Linked DNA regions of Gossypium hirsutum: region 1 is linked to region 2. Evidence: chromatin contacts called from public Hi-C data. All regions are on one chromosome and are shown on one strand. Each heading gives the region's core, a stretch centred on a gene start, on an enhancer-like site or on the middle of the called end of the contact. The rest is flanking DNA. Distances are from core to core; before and after follow the strand shown. Region 1 holds the start of LOC107946378 (NADH dehydrogenase [ubiquinone] iron-sulfur protein 1, mitochondrial). Region 2 holds the start of LOC107888281 (probable plastidic glucose transporter 1).

The links. A called contact is a pair of places that touch in the nucleus more often than the background predicts.
Region 1: a Hi-C map of leaf shows a contact between it and region 2, with 4 times the contacts expected there. The contact joins the promoter of LOC107946378 here to the promoter of LOC107888281 in region 2. A contact is called at or near these places in 7 of 34 Hi-C or Micro-C datasets (callus, hypocotyl, leaf and 2 more).

The regions. Positions count from the first base shown.
Region 1 is chrA07:57,632,138-57,637,966 of Gossypium_hirsutum_v2.1, forward strand. It overlaps LOC107946378 (NADH dehydrogenase [ubiquinone] iron-sulfur protein 1, mitochondrial), which reads left to right and starts at 3,822. Exons shown (of 5, transcript XM_016880676.2): 1 at 3,822-4,263; 2 at 4,790-5,036; 3 at 5,814-5,829. The coding sequence starts at 3,822.
Region 2 is chrA07:56,921,774-56,927,169 of Gossypium_hirsutum_v2.1, forward strand. LOC107888281 (probable plastidic glucose transporter 1) reads right to left here and starts at 3,027. Exons shown (of 12, transcript XM_016812340.2): 1 at 2,739-3,027; 2 at 2,505-2,628; 3 at 1,686-1,886; 4 at 1-69. The coding sequence starts at 2,913.

The DNA.
Region 1 (5,829 bases), core at 2,572-5,071, 710 kb after region 2:
ATATATTGAATTAAACTATTTATTTTTTAAAACCTCATAATCATGCTTATTTAAATTTTTTTAAAAAAATTCATGGTTGCTGATCTCTTCGTGGAGGAATAGAATTGACACATAAATCTCTTTTTTTTTTCCCTTGACTTGGACTTCTCTTGTCCACTAATTTCTCTTACTCATCACAAGAATGTAACATAAAAATTATTACAAAAATCCTCAAAAAATTCCAATACACCAAAACCTCAAGTAAAAACCATTAAGATGATGAAATTTTAATTTCTTACCTTACTTGAAGTTTTCTTTCACTATCTGCTTCAAATTCTAGATTTAAATGGAGAAGATGATTATGGAAGCAAGCTTAGAAATATATTTTCTACTTTATTTTAGTGAGAAAATCAAACTACGATGAAATTTGTGCTTTGATTGACAAGAGTCACATTTGCAAGAGATAAATTCTTTTCTCTTGCTTTGGTGGACAGCACAATGGAAGAAGGAGATGAGAAAAACCTCACATTTTTCTTCTTTTATTTTATTACAAAACAATAGTCAAAGTCAACTCAAAATTATGTGTCCTAAAAATTTTCTTTGCTTTAAACTCCCGAGTGCTATGATCAATACTCATATTTTCACCTAAGAGTTGCATAAAACTGTGATTCTACATTATTTCTATTCATTCCTAATAGGAGAATGATAAACCAGATTTTCATCTTGATTTTTAGTATTTTTAGTTGGATTCTTTCAGGGGAAAATATGATTAGTTATTCTCCTACCGAAAAATGATAAGAATGGTATGGAATTACAATTTCATACAAACCATTCTCTTTTCACATATTTATAAATTTAAAATTTTGATTATAGTTCTTGTGAAAAGTCCAAAATAACACTTAAAAATTCCCATGTTAAATTTACCATAAAAATCTATTTACAAGAATATTGTACTTTAATCTTACTTTTTACTTTTATTCAACTTAATTCAGACCTTTAAGTTTCAATTTTCATGTACCAATATACTTTCCACGTCTCTTTTGGTAATATTTTTTTAAATCCACCTTTCCTAATGTAATAGTTCATTTACACTTTAATATCCATATTCTCTCTCCAATTAAGTTTCAAAGTCACATTTATCCTTACTAATTTCTTTTCCTCTTTGCCTTATTAATTCCTTAAAAAAAATTCAATTAGTAAGCTTGTTTTCAATTTCATCAAAATTTCACTATATATGTTCCCAATACCATTTACTAAACTAAAAATTTGAAGTGTTTGCACTATTATATTAAATGTGAGATAAGACTTCAAGATGAAGAGGAGGATAGATCATATGGAGACTAGTTTTGAGTATTACTGATGCAAAGGATCTCTTAGAGTTCTTTATCAATGTCAAGTCAGTTGATTGTGATTTATCATCGAAAAAATCTTATTGTGACAAAATTAAAATGTATTTATTATTGGTTGATAAAGTAATGAATTTGTTTTTACATCTCTCCTCCAATAAGCTATTCTTGAAGAAAATGGCAATAGTATTGTGGTTATTACCAATTTGATTGGAACAAAAACTATTCCAAAAGTAGTTAAAGAAGATAATATCATTCACTTTTTCACTTCCCTATAATAATTTACTCATGATTTATAATTTTTGTAATATTTATATATTAATTGTCACTGAAAGCATCTTTTATTTAAAAATTTTAACTATCATTGTTATTTTAAATCTAATTTCATCGATAATTTTGTTGTACATTTAAAATAAAAGTTAAGGAAAAGGTGTAACTAAATCAACCGGTTATAAGTTAATATTAAAATTTCTAACACAATAACAAAAATTTTAAATTTCTAATGGATACCAAAATCTCTAAGCAATACCAATATCTCTAGTAGCGATGCCCATATTTATAACAAATACTGAATTTCTAATGCATTACCGATATTTCTAACAAGACACCAAAACCGATATTTCTAATTTAGTATTTTCTATACTAAAATTTCAAACGAGACATTCTTAATAATTTTGGTATTGATTAAAAAAATTTGGTATCGCATCAACTAAGAACATCCCTAAGCTATTTTAGTATGACCTTAGTAATCTTGGTACAGGCTATTGGGTCGCACAGGCAAGGAAATTTTGATGATAAATTTGAAGGGAAACATGCACGAACAAAAATAGTACATATTGACCCTAACAATAGCATCGCCTTAAATATTTTGGTATTTAATTAGAAATTTTGTATTTTGGTATACAAAATTAAATATAATTTGTTATATATTACTCTATATATATATTGGTATACCATAATATATTGTACTATTGTCTTATATATTTGGGTATATTTAAATAATATTTAAATACGGATTAAATATATTTTATTTTGTTTATTATAAATAATTGTTACATCAAATAAAAAATAAATTTGTTAGTATGCATTAAATCTGGTTCATATATTTTATATAAAAAATTTGATATTATACTAAATTATTTGAAGAAATAACAAAATTTTTATCTGATATTCAAAACTTTTAATGCGGTACCAAGATTCCTAATCAAGTACCAAAATTTTTAATAAAATCTCTTTAAATAATTCGGTGTTAGGTTAAAAATTTTGGTATTTGATTATAAATTTTAATATACCAAAATACCAAAAAATTTATAACAAGATGATGTTAGGGATATCGTATTAGATATTTTGATTAAAACTATTGGCTTCACATTAAAATTAAAAATATTAGCATCTTATCTTATTATATTTTTGCAATAATTTATCTAAAAATATATTTACTTTTGCTTTTATCAAAATAAAGTCTCGCTTTTAGGGATGTCAATTGGGCGACACAGGTGTGGGGGCATCCTCACCAAGAATTTTCATCCCCATCCCTGCTCAGCGACCCACTACGGGTAAAAAACTCAAAACCATCCTCGCTCACCACCCACGTGGGTCCTCAAATTCACCTAATCACTGCTATACCCGCCTCGTGACCCACTTCATATAATATATTTATAAGTATCAATTAAATAAATATAAATCAAAATTTTTATAAAAAATGTATGAAATACTTATCCTTTGAACTCTTACTACATATGTGATATTATTTCAACTGTCACTATTTAAAAAAAAAGTCATCATGACCCTTTAATTGATAAACAAAAAATAACTTCAATATTAATTTAAAAAATTTTAAAAATAAAGTCCTTTTATAATATTTAAATACAAATAATGTCTCAAATATATCACAAATATTTTTAAATATAACACAAGTACAAAAATTAAATACTAATAAATTAATAAAATACTAATAAAATAATTATTAAATTAAATTTTTATAAATATTTTTTTTGAATATACTTATTATATTATTCGAGGTAAGTGAAGATGAGACAAACGGGAATGAGGTGAGTATAATATCAAAACCACGACTCTCGATGAGTCTAATATTTATCTTTATCTCTATTTCAGTACCCGCAAAACCTGTACCAGCCTAGCCTAATTGGGTGTGAAGTGGGATGGGATCGTGAAACCGCACCGACATCCCTACTTTCTTTATATGAAAGCTTACGGTAACGTGAATTGAAAAGATTAGGCTAAAATTTCTTCAAATAGGACATCGAAATGAGCTTGGCCCCTTTGTTCCCCAATTCGAGTACTGAAGCTACGACGGCGTTTTGTAAGCCCCTAAACCAGTCCATGAAGACAAAAACGGGTCAACTTGAAGCCCGACTTCTTGTGGGAATCACACGCCTGTGGATGACACACATTCAACCCGACAGTTCCAATCGAATCTCTCGCCAATCGCCACTCCCTTCTCTCACTTCACAGCTCCAAGAAAGGAAAGGCTAAGGCTATCTTCGGGCTGCCAGAAAACTGGGTTTAGGCTTATTAGCTTCAAGAACCCTAAAATCGTCAAGAATCCTCCATTCCCAATACTCTAGATTCCGACCCATCGTCGCCAAATCCGAGCTCCAATCCCCCGACGCCTCATCGGCAGCAGCAGCAGCACCGCAGCCAGAAACCACTCCTTCTCCACCCAAGAAACCCGTTGGCGGTGCACGGATCCACGTCACGAACCCGGATGATGCCATCGAGGTGTCCGTCGATGGCTTCCCGGTGAAAATCCCCAAGGGCATGACCGTTCTTCAGGCCTGCGAAATTGCTGGTGTTGACATTCCGAGGTTTTGTTATCATAGTCGACTTTCAATCGCTGGGAACTGCCGTATGTGCCTCGTCGAGGTTGAAAAATCCCCCAAGCCCGTCGCCTCTTGTGCCATGCCTGCTCTCCCTGGTTAGCGTTTCAATTTAACAATTATTATATTTTGTATTTTGTTTTCTCAATTTTACTAGTGTGTTTGAATTTAATTAGATGAACGGATTTGAATTTCTTTGCAGATTTTTGACGTGTTTCAGGATACTAGTAATTTGGATTTAGGGTTCTCAAATTATTCTATACTATTTTATTCTCTTTAATCTCTGTTATTGAATGTCTTGCTACTAGTTCCATATAGTCTTCATAAAGATACAGAATTATGATCGATTTGATCTTTATAAATTCAGTCATAAATGTTTGTTTTCATCTTCATTTTTGTTTTACATGTTTTAGTAACCATGCATGGAAATGTGTCTAGATTTGTACTTAAAATTTCTTAATATCTAAGTATTTATGTGATTGTAAACAATAATTCTTGTGATAATTTTCTTTCAAGCTTGTCATCCTGTTGCCTTCTTGGATTTTAAACAATTTAACCTTCGGGGGTTTTACTCCTTTTCTTTTTGGTTTGTGTTGTTTAATTATGCTTGGGACTATAACATAGGAATGAAGATTAAGACGGATACACCTTTGGCAAAGAAGGCACGTGAAGGAGTAATGGAATTTCTGCTGATGAACCATCCACTTGATTGTCCAATCTGTGATCAGGGTGGAGAATGTGATCTCCAGGATCAGTCTATGGCATTTGGATCTGATCGAGGTCGTTTTACTGAAATGAAGAGATCTGTTGTTGACAAAAATCTTGGTCCTTTAGTAAAGACTGTCATGACTCGGTGCATTCAGTGTACAAGGTAAAAAATTAACCCCAAATATTCCCTCCTCTTTTACTTTCTATTTTTAGATTTCAAGCTGGCTGAAATAGAAGATCTGAAATCCAAACTCCGACAGATGCCTGCATCAGCTTTAAGACTTTATTCAGAGTAACCATATGCATTGATCACCTTTAACTTTAGACATTTGTGGTCACTCATAGGAACCGAGCATGTGTATTGTGTTGATTACCAATTCTGAAGAAAAGATGCTTGATTGTCACAAATACTGCTGATATTGCAAATTAATATGCTGAGCACCTTTTGAATCACTTGTCCTACATTTACAATTGTTTATGTTAGATTGTGATCAAGTTGGCCTATACAATTTGCAGTGCAAAATTTTGTTTACCTCATTACCTTAGACTGATGCATCTTCTACATTTACACAACTAGTCAACTTTCTAAAGCTTTCATCACAAAAGTTCCCTTGATAGGGATGTCACCTGTAAATGCTTGATGTTGTTGCTTTTGGGGGAAAAAAACACCCAATTAAGCCTAAATGAAGTTTTGTTTGGGCTTTATGATTCGTAAATAGATTTACCAAGTTTATGTAAAATCTCCTGCCTAGTTAGTGTTTTTTTTTTTTACTTCTTGTATCAAGCCAATTTTTCCATCTTTTACAAGAAGTTTTTGGGCCAAATCCTTGTGACCTTTTGAGGGTTTGATTATTTGAGATATATCTATTGCCAGCTTTCACATTGTTATGCAATCCAAAGGTCTGAGTTTGAGGCTAATAATTTTTTGTGGTCTCTTCAGGTGTGTCAGATTTGCA
Region 2 (5,396 bases), core at 1,777-4,276:
TTCACACCAATACCAAGGCCAACAAGAAGTCTTCCCAGCAGTATTTCATTTAAGGAATGCGCTTGTGCACTGTCACAAATTGAAGAGTCAATCAAGATAGGAAGGAAAAAAACGGTTTAAGGACAACAGAACTCAATAGTCTATATTCTAAGGAAAGACTTACTGCAGCAACATAAAAAACAAAGAAATACGAAACAACTTAATTAAATACGAAGAAACCATATATTTCAACTTTTTCTTTTGTGCCCTCTGGAGCAGTTTATTCTGTTATTCATATGAGTGTGTTGCATGTAAGAAGCATTGAGTTACTTTAGTGGTCAAAGTAAAATAAAAAAGTACAAAAAAGAATCATCTGTAGTGATTCTTTTCCAAGAGATCTATGGTGCAACAAAATAATGATTCTGATGTACTTATCCTAGTAACATCAGTAATAATTAATGGTAAGTGTTAACAGGCTGTAAAACATACTGTAATGTATTTAAAAAGCTCCAAAACAATCCCTACAAACTAAAAAAATTGTTTCAAATCATCAGACCATTAAAAATCTACCGTTAACTTGATGATTTGGAGAAAATATATTCAAATCTAACTGGCTTGCTCATAACCCGACCCGACCCACGCAAAAAACCCAATTATCCCAAAAACAAAACATGCCATGTATCTGGTGTGGCTGAAAAAAGTAAAATCTTTGAAAAGATAAACATTTTTAAGCAAGCAAACTAGCTCAAGCAATTTCAGAACAAGAGTAATCAAACTGTTCATTGTTTAAGCTGCATTTGATGAGCAATGGAGCTAATAAATAAAGATATGTAAATAAAACTTCAAGAAAATATTCAACTAATTGTACTTTTGAGAATAAAGAAGAATTGGAAAGAACGAGAGTAATTGGGTTGCGTGGAACTACAGCGTGAATTGCTAACTTAAATATTTCTAAGCTATAAATAGAATGAGATTTTTTATACAAGGGATTAGGCATTGGGGGATTTCAATTAGAAATATTTCCTCTTCTCCTCTAGCTTTTCTGATTAATGCCCCAAATTTTTCATTAGATATATTGCGATGAAGTTAACTTGGGGTTGGGGAATTTGGAGATTTGGATTTAGGGTTCTGAGGGATTGGCAGGGGAGAGTCACAATAGTTGAAACTTCTATTGTGGCCGGTGGCCACACGGTAGTTCTTAGATTTGGGATGGTTGGGTTTTTTCCATGGGCCGGATCATGGGTAAAGCAGTTAGGTATGATATATTTTGTGCAAACTATCAACAACTTAATGGAAAATTTTAACATTATCATGATTTGAACAAATTTTTAATGCATAAGAACTAATTTGGAGTAATTTTTAGTAGAGGAACTAAAATGAACTTTACACAGTAGTACACTTTGACCCAATTCTTACCATTATAAGAGTAAGCTCAGAAAGCATCTGAAGGGCCAAGATATAAATTGGTTTACATGTTTAAACACACTTTCAAACACATAAAGTACAAGAAGCTACTGTAATATGTGTCCTATAAGTTCTACCTAGATAAATACAGAATGAAATAACAGATGGGGTGTGAAACACACAAAAGAAACAAAAGAGTACAAAATAATTATAGTACTGTTTAAATGAACTCCACATTTCACTTGGCATAGAGGAGATAAAATGCATTGCTTGGATTACCAATGCCTATATGTTATTCTCACCTCACAATTGCACCAAGTATCAATGGTATTGTGTCAATCTGAAAGGTCCGGCGACAACCTAGTTTGTCCACCAGTGAACCACAACTCAGGCTTCCAATGAAAGCTCCAGCAATGAATATGCTTACCACAATCCCCTCAAGAATTGGATCTCCTTCGAAACCAAGTTCTCTTGCAATTGAAACGATTGGACCATTCATTACTCTGCAAAACAAAGAATGCAATTTTGTGAACTGACTCTTAGACAAAACAATTTTACTCTTTAAAAATATCATTGATTTTCAAGTTACACCTATGTTATGGTGAGTATTGAATACGTGTGTGAGTCCAATATGGGCATACTCAATATTTTTGTTTCTATTTTATTTCTTCACATATATGATCATATCCCATACCTATGTCAAACACAAGTGTTGGACATCGGTACTTTAGGGAGAATTAAGAGACCGGGTATATGAATTCCTTCCATACACTCCCGATGAAATTTTAACACTCTACAACCAGGTTTATACATTAAAAGACAATAATTCAGTGTTTAGTTTCCTTATTTATAGTTTTTTTATGGAATATTTATAGTTAAATAAATAAAACTCTTGTAAGCATATAAATCAGTTAGCAACATAATTTCCAATTTCTCAACAGCTAAACGAGCGAGCAACTAATTAGAAAGAACAATAAAGCATAAAAAAAAATTCAATAAGAGCTGAATTAAGCTCCAGAATATTCAAATGCTTCATTGCATAGCAAAAAGAGCAAGGAAAAGAAAACAACAATTAAATTTTCAGAAAGAAAGAACAATGTTTTTATTAAAAAAACACTTACCCTATGTGATAGCCGAAAAGGAAATTGGACATTGAAGCAACCAAAACGTGAGGGAAAGTAGGAAGCCATCCCAAATCAAAGCTTTGATCATCGCTTTTTTCTTGATTACGTAAACCTTCATTATCTGCAATTTAAACCCTAATCAGATATTAACTATAAAAATTCCACAGAATCTTGTCCGTCGATTGAATTTGACGAAAGCCAATAAGCCGAAAAATAAATGATAGTAAAAACCTGGCTCCTGAGTCTGCAACTGCTTCCTAGTCGCCGAAGCTTTCAACTTTAGTGACGGCAAGGGGAAACCAAAACGAAAGGTTTTGGGTTTAAGGAGTACTTTGGGGCTTAGATGAGAGGTGAAGAATAGGGGAACCGGGACGACCGGTCGGTGGAGTACGGTGGCAACCCACATCGAGTGAGAAATCGAGGAGAGAGAATGGGAATTGAAGTGTTTTTTGTTTATTTTTTTCCTTCAATAATTAGATAGAAATGATGGGATAAAGCCAGGTGGCGTAATTTGTTAGCTCTGCAAGGAAGGAATAGGATAAAACGGTCATAAAAAAAAAGAGTAACAAATTGGCGGGAAACACGAGGGCATAGTTCAACAGTATACCGGCAAGGATGAGAGCATTTTAGTGACATTTTCTTTAGCATGACGTAATTTACTTATTTGTGGATACTTTTTATGCAAGGATATTAAATTTTGAAATGTTAAAGACGTGGTTTAATCGTAAAATGCCATGAGTCCGAACTTTTTACTTCTAAATAATCGAAGGGATCTCATATTAAATAACTAAAATCCAAATAATTGAAAATTAGAAGAAAGAAAACCGTGAAATCATGTTAACCTCACATCTAAAACCCATAAATTCAAAATCAATTAAAATGTGTAATTTGTAATATATACTTTGGTACAATTATATATATTAAATTTGAATTTTAGTTTTTATATATATAATAAATTTTAATTTGGATTCAATTCTACACATTTAAAAAAATAAATAAATAAATTTATTTTCATATTGAATTAATATAATTGTTTTTGTATATAATATCAATGTGATTTGTGTTAATTCAATAATATTGTTAGAAATTTGTAAAAATTGAATCAAATTAAAATTTAATGCATAAAATTGTATAAAATCAAAGTTCATATATGATAATGCACATTGAATCAAATTTCATATATGTTTTGATATTTATAAAAAAAATTTAGCTATGAAATCAATATTAAAGAACTTTCAGGGAATGTTTGGTTCAAGGAATATAATATAAATTTTCGTAATAGAATTACAAAAAACGTAAGGTTGTATATGGTATGTTACATTACTTTGATTGGCTCATTTGATTGGAATGTATTATCCAACACTACGTTTGGTTCGCTGACATAAGGTTGTCGATGGTATGTTACATTATCTTGTTTGGTTCATTTGGTTGGAATGTATTATCCAGCACTACGTTTGGTTCGTTGTAATAGAATTGAGTTGTAATACAATAGAGCTGTAATCAATAATTCAATGTTTAGTTCAATGGAATTGAATAAAACTGTAATAGTATTCTTATGTTTGGTTGAATGGAATGATGTTATAATAGTATAAGGGAAAAAATTGAAATGATTGGAGTACCCTTATCAATTTTTTTGTAAGTAGATAATTATTGTTATTGTTATTAAATTTTAATAGGATTATTATTAAAAATAATTTAATCATATTTTAATATAATTATTATTAAATATAATTTAATAAAAATAATAATATTTTTAATATAATTATTTTTATATTAAAATATTTTTATTTTAAATTATATTTTGACATTAAATATTTTATATTAAATTATATTAAATTATTTCAAATATTTTATTTTTATATTTTCTAAGTCCAAGTTTTAAAGGACTAATCTAAAAATTAATTTTTCTTTATTATTCAATGTTGCATGGAATAGTCATTCTTTGGTGATACCAAAGAATAGCTATTACAAGAAGACAAGTAATATGAAGTAATGGTCATTCCATTGAATGAGTATTACGTTCAACTAAACAAATGAGTGATTTACCATTCAATGAATAATGGGGGAATGCTATCCCATTCTTCCCCTATAACACCTCAAACTTATATCCGTCGTCGAAATAAGGTTACGGAGTATTATTGTGAAAACGTAACTTATAATCATTCATTTCTAAACATTTCATAAATCATATCTTAGTCCATTCAAACACATGCATATCGTCCCTTAATTGAGCTCTCGAGGCCTTAGAAGCACTTTAAAAATAATTTGGGACTAAATTGGAAAATTTAGAAACTTATGGAAAAAGATAAAAAAAATTTACACTGCAGGGTCACATGGCCATGTGGCCAAGCCATGTGTATCGTACCTCACACATATCGTCTTGGTGGTTTGCATCATTTGGAACATCTTAGTGGCTCACTCCACACTTATTACTTGGCGGGCCTCTTGTCATAGCTAAGCTATGATCTCACACCTTTTTTACCTTATTTTCTATGTCCCATCGACTTACCCTGTGTTTATTGTCCAAATGGACTCTATCTGTGTTTAATATACCAGCAAGCTATATATGTTCTGTGTTTATTGTCCTAACGAACTATTTCTATGGATGCCATGGAGTCTTTCATCCATGGTCTTACACCGATTCGTTATCCTAGCATACTATCATATGATACCATGGAGTCTTTCCTCCATAGTATTACTCATTATACTTGGTTGCCACAACATCTTTCATCTATAGTCTTACACCGTATGCCTTATACCTTACATGATGTTGCCATGGAATCTTTTATCCATGGTTTTACGCTACGTACCTCATACTAGACTACTATAACATCTTTTATTTATGGTCTTATGCCATATATCATTGTCACGGTGTCGCCTTAAAGGACT